Linked DNA regions of Anas platyrhynchos: region 2 is linked to region 1. A link is a contact called in public Hi-C data. All regions are on one chromosome and are shown on one strand. The core of a region is the stretch at or near the end of the contact, and the rest is flanking DNA. Distances in the headings are between cores, read along the strand shown. Region 1 holds the start of SNX18 (sorting nexin 18). Region 2 overlaps LOC101801163 (chondroitin sulfate proteoglycan 4).

The links. A called contact is a pair of places that touch in the nucleus more often than the background predicts.
Region 2: a contact with region 1 is called in a Hi-C map of F1 follicle, with 5 times the contacts expected there. The contact joins the enhancer-like site here to the promoter of SNX18 in region 1. A contact is called at or near these places in 5 of 8 Hi-C or Micro-C datasets (F1 follicle, liver, skeletal muscle and 1 more).

Annotation. Positions count from the first base shown.
Region 1 is chrZ:18,449,889-18,456,006 of IASCAAS_PekinDuck_T2T, forward strand. It overlaps SNX18 (sorting nexin 18), which reads left to right and starts at 2,416. Exons shown (of 2, transcript XM_038170211.2): 1 at 2,416-4,275. The coding sequence starts at 2,646.
Region 2 is chrZ:18,566,356-18,573,445 of IASCAAS_PekinDuck_T2T, forward strand. It overlaps LOC101801163 (chondroitin sulfate proteoglycan 4), which reads right to left. Exons shown (of 10, transcript XM_027446274.3): 7 at 6,987-7,090; 8 at 2,947-3,119. Among named protein-coding and RNA genes, the nearest start is that of ESM1, 69 kb to the right of the region's middle. Within about 2 kb of position 2,721, at least 2 of the 8 cell types and tissues checked have an H3K27ac peak or open chromatin away from gene starts, as enhancers often do. A contact at or near this core is called in F1 follicle and subcutaneous adipose tissue, where this site is marked.

The DNA of each region.
Region 1 (6,118 bases), core at 1,166-3,665:
TGCTTGTGTCTTTTTTATATACAAATAATGAGCCAGAAATTATTAAGAAAACACTAAGGGGGGGTAAAGGCAGAAAATAGGACAGCTGTCCTCTGCAGCACTGGACCCTGTGAAGTAAAGCAGGCCCTCAGCTCAGCTCTGTCCCTCCTTCCTTCCCTTCCCGGGACAGGGGCAGCCTGCCAGGCACTGAAAGCACAGCTTCTCACCACTTGGGGCAGCAAAATCCAGTTCTTGAGCTGCTCTCGTAGCTGAGAATGGCATCTCTTGGTCGCTCCTGGGTGTTCAATGAAGAAAAAATGTAAATCATCTGTCTACTCATCTACAACTCAAGCAGGTCAGCATTATTTACAGTACTGATCACCTCATGAGAAAGCAAAAACAAAAACTGTTTCAGAGAAAAGAGCAGTTATGTTTAAAGGAATTGAAAATTGAGATGAATAGGGACCGAAAAGTTTGGGAAACGAGCAGGATAAGATGCAATAAAACACATATAAAATAATAAATAGTACAGAAAAGGCAGAATGGGAAGTAATTTTCCTGTAGTTTAACCCGTGAGGATTCATATGAATGCAAAGCCTGCTCAGATCAAACTATGATCAGTGTTAGGAGTAACTTTGAAGGAACAAAAAAACCCTTGATCACTTATTTTTGTTTCTTGCAGTCGTGAGAATTAGGGATAAAATCTAAGACAGAGGTTAAACTGATCCGTAAGTACCTCTCATTGGGGTTTTAGTCCTCACTCTAAGCTGGCCACATGGTCTGAGGGCAGCATGCTGGAGCCTGGACCACGTACCACAAAGTTCCTGTGTTCAGCAGAATAAAATCCCGTCTGCATGAATGGCAGACACTGATTGCAGTGGCCAAAAGATAACGAACACTAGCCCTAGTGGAAAAAGAGCTGTGGTGGCTCCAAGGGTGCTGACAAATGCTGACGAGGGCCTGAGGAACGCCTCTGGTCCTGCTGGGTGGGTGAGTGATGACGAGGCCAGGTCAGCGTGCTGACCTGGAAAATCCTGAAGCCTTGACAGGGAGCTGCCTGAAGCCAAAGTCTTCAGCTGCACAGCCCTGAGCAGCTGCCAGATGTCCCTTGGAAGGAGACTGATGCTTCTGCCTGTATCACCGATGCAGATACTCAGTACTGCTCTGAGTAAATGGCTGCTCCACATTCTGTGCTCAGCTTCGGAGATGGAGGCACAAGCAATATAATGTGAACATGAGCCCATGGGCTGGCCACACAGGAGCTGCTTGTGCGGTGAACTCTGAGGCTCTTGCACTGTTGGAATTGGCTGATAAAAACAGACCTCCAGAGCTAGGCAGATGCAGAGTGCTGGGGGTGACGTGTTAGTCTGGGGTGAACTGATGCATTCAAAAAATGTTAAGCAATGGTACACGAAAGTGCTGGGATAATATGCCAAATGGGAAAATGGAGGTCAAAATTAAAAAGTGGGCAAAAGCAAAACTCAGGTATCAAACAACGTTAATAACAGTTATCATAGAATCGCAGGATCATTTGGGTTGCAAAAGACCTCTAAGATCATCTCGTCCAACCTTTAACCTAGCACTGACAAGTCCAGCACTAAACCATGCTGCTCAATTCTACATCTACACCTAGTGAAAGCAAGGAGAGGGTCCTGTAGCATTCCAGCGAACTGCTCCCAAATGCACACAAATTGTTTGACACAAGGACCTTTGAGAAGTGACAGACTTTGAGCGAAGTCAGAGAAATAAGCTAGAGCTTAGCACCCAGCAGGGTGTTGGAGGGAAAACACAAGGAACTGGAAACCAAACGGGCACACACTGCTTTCCCAGCAGGGTTGAGATGGTCGGTGAGGCACGGCGAAGGGAGGAAGATGGCAGGCAGGAAGGAGCATGCAGGCAGCGTGTGCTGCCCTGCCTTTCCTTCACCAGGTAGAAGCCGTGAGGGAAATCTGTGTCCTGGGATCCAGGAGAGGTGAAGGGCCATGGGTGGTGTGTGTGTGGGTGGACAACACCGGACCGGGTGCCACGGGAGTTATGAGGGGAAATGGCCAGGGTGGGAGAAGCAGCGTAGGGATGGGATTGAGGCAGAAGGCAAACATGGGCAGGATGGTCTGTTTTTTGAAGAGGGATGTCACACACGTTATTCACGACTAAAACTCTGGCTGTAAGTGAGGGCAGCCAGCGGATGGAGCAGTGTGGCGGGGTGCACAGCCCCTCACCCACACCTCGCCCAGCACCTCAGCGCCACACCGCGCAGAACCAGGGGTTCAAACACCTCCCCGTGGCCCCCTAAAGGAGCCTCCAGGCGGCCAGGCGGCCCCGCCAAGCCTGCGGCAGCACCCGCAGCCCTCCACCTCCACCGGGGGCAGCCCCAAGCCCCGCGGCCGGCCCGCGGCGGAGGCCGCCAGGGGGCGGGCGGCGAGGGTGGGTGCGGGCCGGGCCCATCGATGGGGGCGGCCGCTCTGCGCTCGGCTCCTCCGCCCTGCCTCTCGGCTCTGGATTAGCGAAACTGGCGACGTGGGACCGGGCCGGCCCCGCCGCGCCCCGCGGGGTGAAGCCGGGACTCGCCGCCCGCCGGCAGCGCCGGGGCTCCGCGGCTCGGCTCCTGCAGCCCCGCTCCGCTCCGCGCCGCCCCGCTCCGCACCGCTCCGCTCCGCACCGCAGCCATGGCGCTGCGGGCCCGGGCGCTGTACGACTTCAGGTCGGAGAACCCCGGCGAGATCTCGCTGCGGGAGCACGAGGTGCTGAGCCTGTGCAGCGAGCAGGACATCGAGGGCTGGCTGGAGGGCGTCAACAGCCGCGGCGACCGCGGCCTCTTCCCGGCCTCCTACGTGCAGGTGATCCGCGCCCCCGCCGCCGAGCCGCCGCCGCCCGCCCGCTACGCCAATGTCCCCGCCGCCGGCTTCGAGCCGCTGCCGCCGCCCGCCGCCTTCAAGCCGGCACAGCAGCAGCAGCAGCAGCTCCACCAGCAGCAGCAGCAGCAGCAGCAGCCCCCGGCGGCGCAGCAGCCCCCCGAGCCCTTCCCGGTGCCGCCCGCCGCCGGGTACCCCTTCCCTATGGCACCCTACGGCGGCCCCTACCAGCCCAGCCAGGGCAGCGACGACGACTGGGACGATGACTGGGACGACAGCTCCACGGTGGCGGACGAGCCCGGGGCGCTGGGAAGCTCCTACCCCGACTACGAGGCTGCGGGGGGCGGCGGGGCGGCGGGGCGCTACCGCCTGTCCACGCGGTCCGAGCTGTCCCTGGGGTCCCGCGGTGGCGGTGGGGGTGGCGGTGGTGGCGGTGGACACGCAGCCGGACACCCGCACCCGGCTGGTGGAGGAGCCAAGAGCTCGGCCACGGTGAGCCGCAACCTCAACCGGTTCTCCACCTTCGTCAAGTCCGGCGGGGAGGCCTTCGTGCTGGGCGAGGCGTCGGGTTTTGTGAAGGATGGGGATAAGCTGTGCGTGGTGCTGGGGCCGCGCGGCCCCGAGTGGCAGGAGAACCCGTACCCCTTCCAGTGCTCCATCGAGGACCCCACCAAGCAGACCAAGTTCAAGGGGATGAAGAGCTACATCGCCTACAAGCTGGTGCCCAGCCACACCGGGCAGCAGGTGCACCGCCGCTACAAGCACTTCGACTGGCTCTACGGGCGCCTGGCCGAGAAGTTCCCTGTCATCTCCGTGCCCCACTTGCCCGAGAAGCAGGCCACCGGCCGCTTCGAGGAGGACTTCATCTCCAAGCGTCGCAAAGGCTTGGCCTGGTGGATGGACCACATGTGCAGCCACCCCGTGCTGGCGCAGTGCGATGCCTTCCAGCACTTCCTCACCTGTCCCAGCACGGATGAGAAGGCCTGGAAGCAGGGCAAGCGCAAGGCTGAGAAAGACGAGATGGTGGGTGCCAACTTCTTCCTGACCATCAGTGTCCCCGCTGGCCCTGGGGCTGGCCTGGACTTGCAGGAGGTGGAGAGCCAGGTGGACGGCTTCAAAGCCTTCACGAAGAAGATGGACGAGAGCGCCCTGCAGCTCAATCACACCGTCAACGAGTTCGCCCGCAAACAAGTCACTGGCTTCAAGAAGGAATACCAGAAGGTGGGGCACTCCTTCAAGTGCCTCAGCCAGGCGTTTGAGCTGGACCAGCAGGCCTTTTCGGCCGGCCTCAACCAAGCCATAGCCTTCACTGCGGAAGCCTACGATGCCATCGGGGACCTCTTTGCAGATCAGCCCCGACAGGACCTAGATCCTGTGATGGATTTGTTAGCGCTGTATCAGGGGCATTTGGCCAACTTTCCGGACATCATCCACGTCCAGAAAGGTAACACCCTTACTTATTTTCTGAAATTATAGTTTAATGTATCGGTGCCATGCAGACAGAGGTAGGAACCAGGAGCTAAACTTTCTCCACGTATGGCTTGTTGGCCTTGGGTTAAACTTTTCAGTGTTTACTCAGGTAGTCTGTTGCTAAAAATACACAAAACACATCAGTGACAGCTTTCATTCTGTGCCAAAGGTCTAGACTTTGTTGGGATTTCTGTTCGTCAGAGGTTACTGAGCGTGACTGTGTGCCTCTGAAAGAAACCACATCTACCTGTGAGGCTGATACATTAAAGATTAATGAGCTTGTTTACAGCCGTCGGAGATCAACTGGTATGAAAACATCTATTACTCTTTTACGTATGTCAGGTATCTTAAATCTCTGATCTAGCAGGTAATAGATAAGTAATCTGAAGATGCAGATACTCCAGCTGACCTTATTGTTGGAAGTGTTACATGCATTTTGCATTTATGATGGACATTCAGATGAGAAGTTTAAAGCTGTTGGTGTTTGTCAGTTTGGCTGTACATTAAACTCCCTTTGCACCTTTGTGAGGACAGTGGTCTGCCGCAGTGTTCCTAGTTGAGGTTTTTCATCCTTTGCCCATATTATCCTGAAGAGATTTTGCTCATGTGGTACCCTTTTGGCATCTTTCTGCCTGAAACATACTTCTGAGGTTTGCATTGCTGTTTGTTTGGCACTTTGTGATCCATTAGGGGAAAGAAACTCAGAAAATGAAAGAATCATCTGCTGTATAACTAGGGACACTCATTCAGATAAATACAGGTTTGTAGCATTGAATAAGTGTAGATGATTTCCCTGCTGTGAGGTTAATGCTATTCATGCGTTCATCACTGTTGTGAGAAGAATAGCCCATCATTCATCCTTTTTCCTGTTATATCGCTGACCTATGGCTTTCAACTCAAAGATTAGAAGTAAAGAGACCTAGGAAAACTCCACCTACGCTGTACAGAAATTCGTGTATGTAACAGTTGTACAAGAAAATGCGAGAGCTTCTTCACTGGAAATTATTTTCGAGATTTATAAGTGGTGGTCTGTATCCAGAGAGGCAGAGCCTTAACTGTGATCTACAGTGATTCAGTCTTTCATGCCTTTATCTGCCTTTTTCAAGGCCTTGAACTCTTGAGATTTTTGATGAAATGGTTGGAAGAGTTTTTACAACAGATCAAAAAAGGCAGGCTTTCTGTAGGTGCACACTATTGCTAGGAAAATCTGAGGAGGCAGAGTTGATAAAGTGATAAAGTACACAGATTGTTTAAGAGAGCAAGAGTTTCATTTCAAGTAGAAGCACCAAGTTCAGATTTTCATTCTCCTCTCGAATCTTGAAAATTGTGGGTGGAAACTTAAATAATTGTGATACTACTTTGAAGAGAAAGCTGAAAAGTGCAGTCTGACCTTTGAGAATTTGCTCTGCTAGCTGGTGTGGCATTGTGTTCTGATAACAACTCTCAAGTACTTTAAATTTGGAGAGAGGCGAGACCCTGGCAACGTTTCACGCTTGGGAAGGAGAAAGATTTTTTTATCGGGTGCAATAAAACAGCAGATGATATGCACTATTTAAATGTAGTCTTAAAACTTTAAGATATATTATAGAGTTTACTTTGAGGAGAGGATTGGGAATAGTAAGATATGCGCTTGGTTCAACCCGTATTGCCTTTAGCTTGCACATCTCTATTTCACTTTCAGTTGTGTTTGAATTTGCACTTTCAAGAAGGCTTACCTTCTTGAACTGGGGAAAATTCATCTAAGCGAGCTTCCACCATAGCAGTGCAGAAGTATGATGACATACATAGAGCTGATGCGGTGCCAGAAGACTGTGCTG
Region 2 (7,090 bases), core at 1,471-3,970, 120 kb after region 1:
AAATACAGGAGCATAAGGAGAGAAAAAAATCATAAGACATAAATCACAAGAAAAAAATCATTGTTCAAGAAAGGGTTTTGTAGCTTAGCTCACACACAATGGCTGTGTATGTAGCTTATATTATGAAGTTATTTTATCCTGCATTTCTCCCTTTGAACATACTCAGTGTTGCCAGACAAGCCTAGTTGAAAAACAGATTTATGCTAGATATAACCACGCATCTGTTCAGACCCAAAACCAAAAGCTAGTATTATCATACAGGATAATCACCAGCTGAAACTACACCAGAAGTTTAAGATCAATACCTTCATACACTGACACTTCAGTAGGATTCCTAAGAGTCACAAGACTAGAATACTTGCTATTTCTCATTCACTATTTCAGCTTTGCTTGATAATTCATTCTCTGACCTCAAGAAAAGACAGCTACCCATTAAACCCTTTGCAACTTCCCAAGCAGCTACTGTAGGCTTGCCTGTATTAGTTTGTAATTGCCACAGAGATCCCTGTCTACGATGGTGGCAGTTTTAAGTCTACAACTTGTAACATGGGTTACACAGCTTTGCAAACAAACTGAAGGAACTTACTAGCACATATTCCCATGACATATGCTTGAAAGGTGTGAAAAATAAATCCAAAAATCCCTGCTGCTATCAAGGATGAGGCACTTAAGCACTACAGAATCTGTAGCTACAGACAGAGCTAATCCTGAAACCACTGAAACAGCCCCCTCCAAGCTCACCAGGGAAACAGGCTTCCAGAGGCAAGTTTTCTCACCAGCTTCAAAACTGTCTGACCATACTGCCCATAGAATTCAGACTGATGTGATAAAATCCTACATGCATGTCACCAGGTTTTCCCTATACTGATTTAATCCTTAATGGTTATTATGGGACAAAACACACAGAAGTGGTATTAAAATGTTGTGCTGCTTCAAGATAACCTTCCAAAGCATGCCTCTAGGACTTCAATTTGGAGAAAGCAAACTAATGTAACAAGAATAGGAATGACATCCTATAAATTCAGCTGTGTTTAGTTATCAACTGTTAATCTTTCTAGTTTTTATACCTTTTTTTTTTTAGTAAGTCGCAAGTCCATGCTAATATCTGCACTGACAAGAAAATGGAATTGGTTAGCATTGCCTTGTTTACCTCTGAAATGACTTTAAATATAATGATGACATTGTGGCTTGCTGCAAGATGAAAACTCTTCTAAGTTATCATAGAACATATTGTCAGAGAGAAAAAACAACTCATTGAATTTAAAGAACAATTAATTTCCTTATATTGGCTACAAAACAACTGTTCTTGAAAAACTTCACTGGAATGCAATACTGATTTCAGCTTCTTCTTCTATTTTTTTTTTTTTTGGCCACAAGGCAATAAGACACTGGACATAAGGAAGATGCACCTCAGAAAAAGTAATAAATTCTTTTTTAATCTAGCTGCATACTACTTCTCAGAAGTAAAATTCCAAGTTCTACAATACAGAATGGAGCCAATGAAGACAAACAACAAAACTAACCCAAAAACTTTCAAATTAAATCAGATTTACAAGCCTTTTGTTACCAAACAGAAACTGAAATTCTTATTCTCTGTGTAATGGAGAATATACAATGCTTGCAATATCATTGTCATTTTTTCACTGATATTTAACTTCATGTGGCTACAGCACACTAGACAGTGGAAGTTTATTTTGGATCTTTTTTCTTCCCCTTACTCCTCATTCTCTGCCAGAACAAATAGTGAGCTGGTTAGGATACCTTAATTTTACCTGCAATAAATCACTTAGTTCTACTTGTTTGAAGTGAAAGTGGCCAATACAAATACCTCCAACAGAGAAAAGACACACACACATTATTACATCTCAGATCCTTACACAATTTACGAAGTTCAAAGCAAAGTTATCTACACATTAGTAAGAATTAAAGCTATAGAGAAAAAGTGGCATGTTCTGACATGGCACTATCAAATAAACATATGTAGATCATTATCTGTAGGCAAAGAAATCTAAACTTCAAAACTCTACCTGAAAGATCTTGTCTGACATGCTTAACTGTTTCATTTAATGCTCATAAAAACCGTTCATTTTAGGAACAGAAGGAAACCGTGTCATTAGTCAGGTTGTTTCAAAGTTTGGTAGTAACTAACAAGAATGCCAACTTTTTTCTCAGTCTTGTTGGTCAAGTTTCTGTTTCTAAACAACAGATTTTCTCATTATTTCATTTACCAGTCACTTTTTAAATCTGTAAATGTAGATTAAATCCAAATTGTTTCTTATTTTTTCCTTCTGTAAAGTCAGATGATCGAGCTCCTTTTATCTCCCTTGCTAGGATTTTCTGAGAACAACTTACAGCGCGCAGAGCACACAGCTCCATTAAGACTCAGCCCACAGACGTAAGTCATCTCAGTTGCAGAAGAATGTTTTCCATCAAGTTACATGAGCTGCCATGTTTTAGCCATTCAAGTGCGGGACCCTGTATCACAGTTAAGATTCTTTAAACACTTAGTATCACAGCCAATCAAGCCAATAAAAGTCCTCTTGGGGACACCCATGAGGACTGTGCACAGCTGAAATGAATCTGTTACTTGGAGTTTTCATACGGCACAAGGCTACTCCTTCTGCCAAAAAGTCAAGGCTTCCAACCTCTGACTGCCGGTTAATGGCACCAAAACAGCTCTTCCCAAAAAATACTGTTACAAGCAAAACAGTGGAAATTGCCAAGACTCTGCTAGTATCCAGAGAGAGGGGAACAAAGGCTCTTCTTGCATTCATTACTACATGCCAGATATTTAATGACACAGCAAATCTGGGCAATCGCACTGATGGGTCACATATGCTCAGTTACTAAACAGATATAAATGGACCAGGCAAGGAAAAAGCAATTGGGATGCCCTTTGAAGTAACAATCTACCACTGAACTATCCAGTATAAAGTAAATGCTTACCATAGACTGTGTAAAACTGAGGATTTCCTGAGTGGTATTATCAGAATTTACTCTGATCAGCCTTCCAAGTTTGGGGGAAGTTACAACCATAAAAGTTATAGTTCTGTTTCCTGCATTGGTCACATCACTGGTTACAGCTTTCAGATCATGTTGTGAAATAGGTTTCCTGGAACCTAAAAACCATCAATTAAAAGTAGATTTGCAACAGCAATTTTTCACAAAATGGTAAAATTTTATATGTACAAATCACCCTTTCATCTAGTTATTCCATTTAGCATTTTAATAATGTTTTGTAAAATCATCAGGTTTACCCTTTTCCAATTACTTCCAAATCACACAACTCTTCCACAATGAGTTCAATCAAAAAGCACATCAGTATAAAGTATCTTTGTTTTACAGAAATGGAAAGGTACAGTTATCTTCAGCACATGTAATTGCTAAATTCTAGTTTCTGCAAAGGCAACCTGAAGTAAAAAGTAGTGCATATATAAGAAGCCCTGCCCCTTTTTTTTTACATGTCTAGAACTGAATTTAACTCCAGCTGAAGTGACCGCTGGCAATGTATTTAGCAATCCCAGTTGCCCACAGAAGGCTGGTTGATTTGGCTGAGAAAAGCCTTAACAAAGCACATTTTTTAGTGAATGCACCCAAACCAAAATAAATAATTATCAAAAACTTGAACAACACTTTATTAATATGAAGGACAATTTTCACTGAATGAAGTTTAAAAAGTAAACACTGAATTAAACAAATAAGAAGGACACTGCACAACAGAAATAATGGCCTGAAATAAAGTATTATTAAGATGGATGGAGGACTGAGGGATTCTTTTAATACACAGCACTGCATTAACCAGTGCCTTCTGACTTGAAGATTATAAAGACCTTTCTGGAATTTAGCCAAACCACGACAATTTTTGACATAGCTGTGACAAAAACAAATCTAATAGTTTCCTAGAATAAAAAAAAAAAAAAAAAAAAAAAGACTGGTTTAGTGATTTTTTGATGTACTGTTTCCTGATGATATACACTCAGAAAACTACAAAGGATGTTAACTAACACTTTTAGAAGAGCAATAGATTCACACAGTCCTGTTCCCTCTGAGCCCACTTCTGCCTCCCTTTATACATTTTTTTTCCTCATCAACAAGCTTTTATAGGCATCAGTGAAGAATTTCAGACACTAGCAATACATATCCTTCAGGTTTGCATTATCAGTCTATCTCCACTTAAGCTCAGTGTTTATAGATGAGTAAACCAAAATAAGATATTTCTCCTGTAAAATTTGGAGGTGAGGAAGAAAAATCCTTGAAAAATCCTCTCACGCTATCCAATACAAGGAGTCTCCCTTCTTTTCTCTCTACTGTTCTCCCTCTTCTGTGTGACAGGCAGAAAGGGAAGCATGACCACGTGTTCAGACTACACCAGATGTGATCAGGAATGTAGAACAGAGAGCAAAAGTTCATCAGACCACGCGTATCTGGAAACAGAGTTATTTCTCAATAACTTCATTTATGCAAATCAGGCCCCAGTGCCATAACAAATTGAGACAGAATAAATCACAAACACGGTTACACTGTACTGATGGATATACCCGCTTCGAGTTTTCACAAAGCCCCTGGTCCTTCCCAACGGCCCTGACCTCTCTCAGGAGCTGTGGCTTGACCATGAGGGACTTCACAGTGCAGCAGAGGCTGAGATACCAAGCAGGGCCATGGGCACTGGAGTCTCCCACACTCTCCTGTGAAGTGGGAACCTCCCCACATACAACCGTCTCCTGTGAGTGGTGAACACCCACACTGAAAGTGGGTGAGCACTTTTCTCCTGAGACACCAAAAACCTTCTCCAGCACCTGCAGTGGTTCTGCTCTGGTCCAACACCTCACCAGGGAAGCGATGGTTATTTGCCAGCCAGCAGAGTGGGCAAAGCAAAGGGAAGTGAGAGCACAGCCTGCCTCTTCCCCCGCCTAGGAGCTGAGAGGTCACACAGCAACACCACCCAAATTCTGCAGAAAGGATCAGAGACAGGGGATGGGTGACAGAGTAGGGCCAAACTAATCTGTACAAGCGGAACATAATAGTTTAAGGCTGTTATCAGTACCTAATAACTTTGGCCTCTGTTTTTTCTGCCTACTTTTACAACTGGGAAACTACTCTGGTATGAGCATTCGGCCTATCACTATTAAATAGTTATGGATCGTCATGTGTGCTGACCAGCCTTGGCAGCTCTGCTTCTGAATACCTACAACTCTTTCCTTCTCTAAGGACAGCTCATCTTATTCCTTCTTCAGTCAATTGCTTCCCTGAAGAGAGAAAATCTTCACATTCTAGATATCTAGCATACATAAGACAAACTCATGTATCTATCCGTCAGCTTACTGAGCTCACTGAATAAAATGATCTGCTGTTGGATAGAAGAAATCTCTAAACCATATAAACAAATCTGCTGTATTCAATACAAAAGAAGAGAGTGGTACATGCTTTTATAAAATTGCAAAACAATATGCTTGAGAAAATAGTTTATACCCAGTCATGAAAACATGGCAAATTCTTCAGAAAATATTCAAGTTTTACTTCCCTAGGGGGAAGGTTCTTCAAGTTGTCTCTTAACATTTCCCACAGTGCTATAAAATATAGCTAAACACTGGCTATTGTCTTTATGTGTGGGGGTTAAGCAACCGGCACCATCACTGTTTTAATTGTCATTCCACAGTGAGCAAGTACCACTGAAACCTGTACAGCTCCAGAATGTCTTTAAAAATATCAGAAAGAGAACAGGAACAAAAGCTAGCAGTACTTTTTAAAACCAGTATAGGAATTCTGCTAACTCAAAGCAAGCAACTATTCAGCAGAAACTGTAGGCTTGGATAAATACAGCCTGCAGCGCTGAAGGAAGCACTGTATCTTCCAAGCTGGAGAATGGATAGAAAATCTAGAAACTATTCCCTCTATAGAAGTATCAGGCACACTTTTCTTACAATTATCTTTGCTTTAAGAGGGAATTTCTGTAAATCCCTGTGCCTGAGGCAACCTTACACACTGAAATCACAGATTAATAAGCCTTTTAAGTGGATTTACGTGAATCTCATTTATACTGACTGAAGAAGATCATGCTGCTACAATCTCATTTTTTGTTGCCTGTGTTTAAATAGCTTTTGCTGCAAGCCTTTGTTTATGCAGTTTATATTCAGGAAGTCTTAGAAAGTGACATGCTCCTCTTCTGCATGAAATTAATAAATCAAGACACAGATTAATACCTATAGAGATTTCCCATCTCCCTCTAGCTTCCAAGAAAAAAGAAGGCAGCACAAACATGAAGTGTGATACAAGATGTTGCTGAGAGAAGGCTAATCTTTCTTTCTCCTTTAATTCTGCAATTAAAGTCAGATTACTAACTCAATGAGGGATTACTCTTGCTAATGCAAAGCAATATATGACTCTGGTGAGAATCTCTGTACTCATCAACTCCTGTAGGAGTACAATTTCTTTAAATATAGTACTTAGCTGCTGACACAGCTTGCTGCAAATGCATGAATACAAATTTAAACTGTTCAATCTTTCTGATCCATCAGTGAGTCTCCGCTGCTCTCCGTAACTCTGCTCAAACAGTAAGAAAGTGAACTAGAAACCTGGTGAACTTAAGTGTGCTATTCAGAGTTCGGTGGACACAAGCTTCACTGTTTGCTCCAGGCAAAAATCCCAACCATCTAAAACAGCCTGAATACTCTAAGCAGCACTTTGCACCTCTAATTCTATGAATATTATATAGAGCTTTTAAATTAATCTGAATGAGGAATGTTGAGAGCTTAGGCAGACAGTGTTTATTGTCACACTGTGCTTATATATTTTACTGCCAAATTCCATCATCCCAAGCACACAGGCATATCAAAAATGTAAAGACCATAAAATAAAAACATTTGAAACAACATAACTGTTCTTTTAAAAAGCACAGAGATAAAATTTTTTTTCAAGTACAGCTATATATGGTCACCTATGCAATTTTATCAAGTGGACAAAATCATGATAAGGTGTTAAAAACAGACCTGGAAAAACTCCGAGTCCTTTGTTCACTTCAAGACTAATGACTAGAGTCCGAGCTGTGATGCTAAAGATCTGTCGTGGTGCAAAGTTCAAGCCATCTGTTACC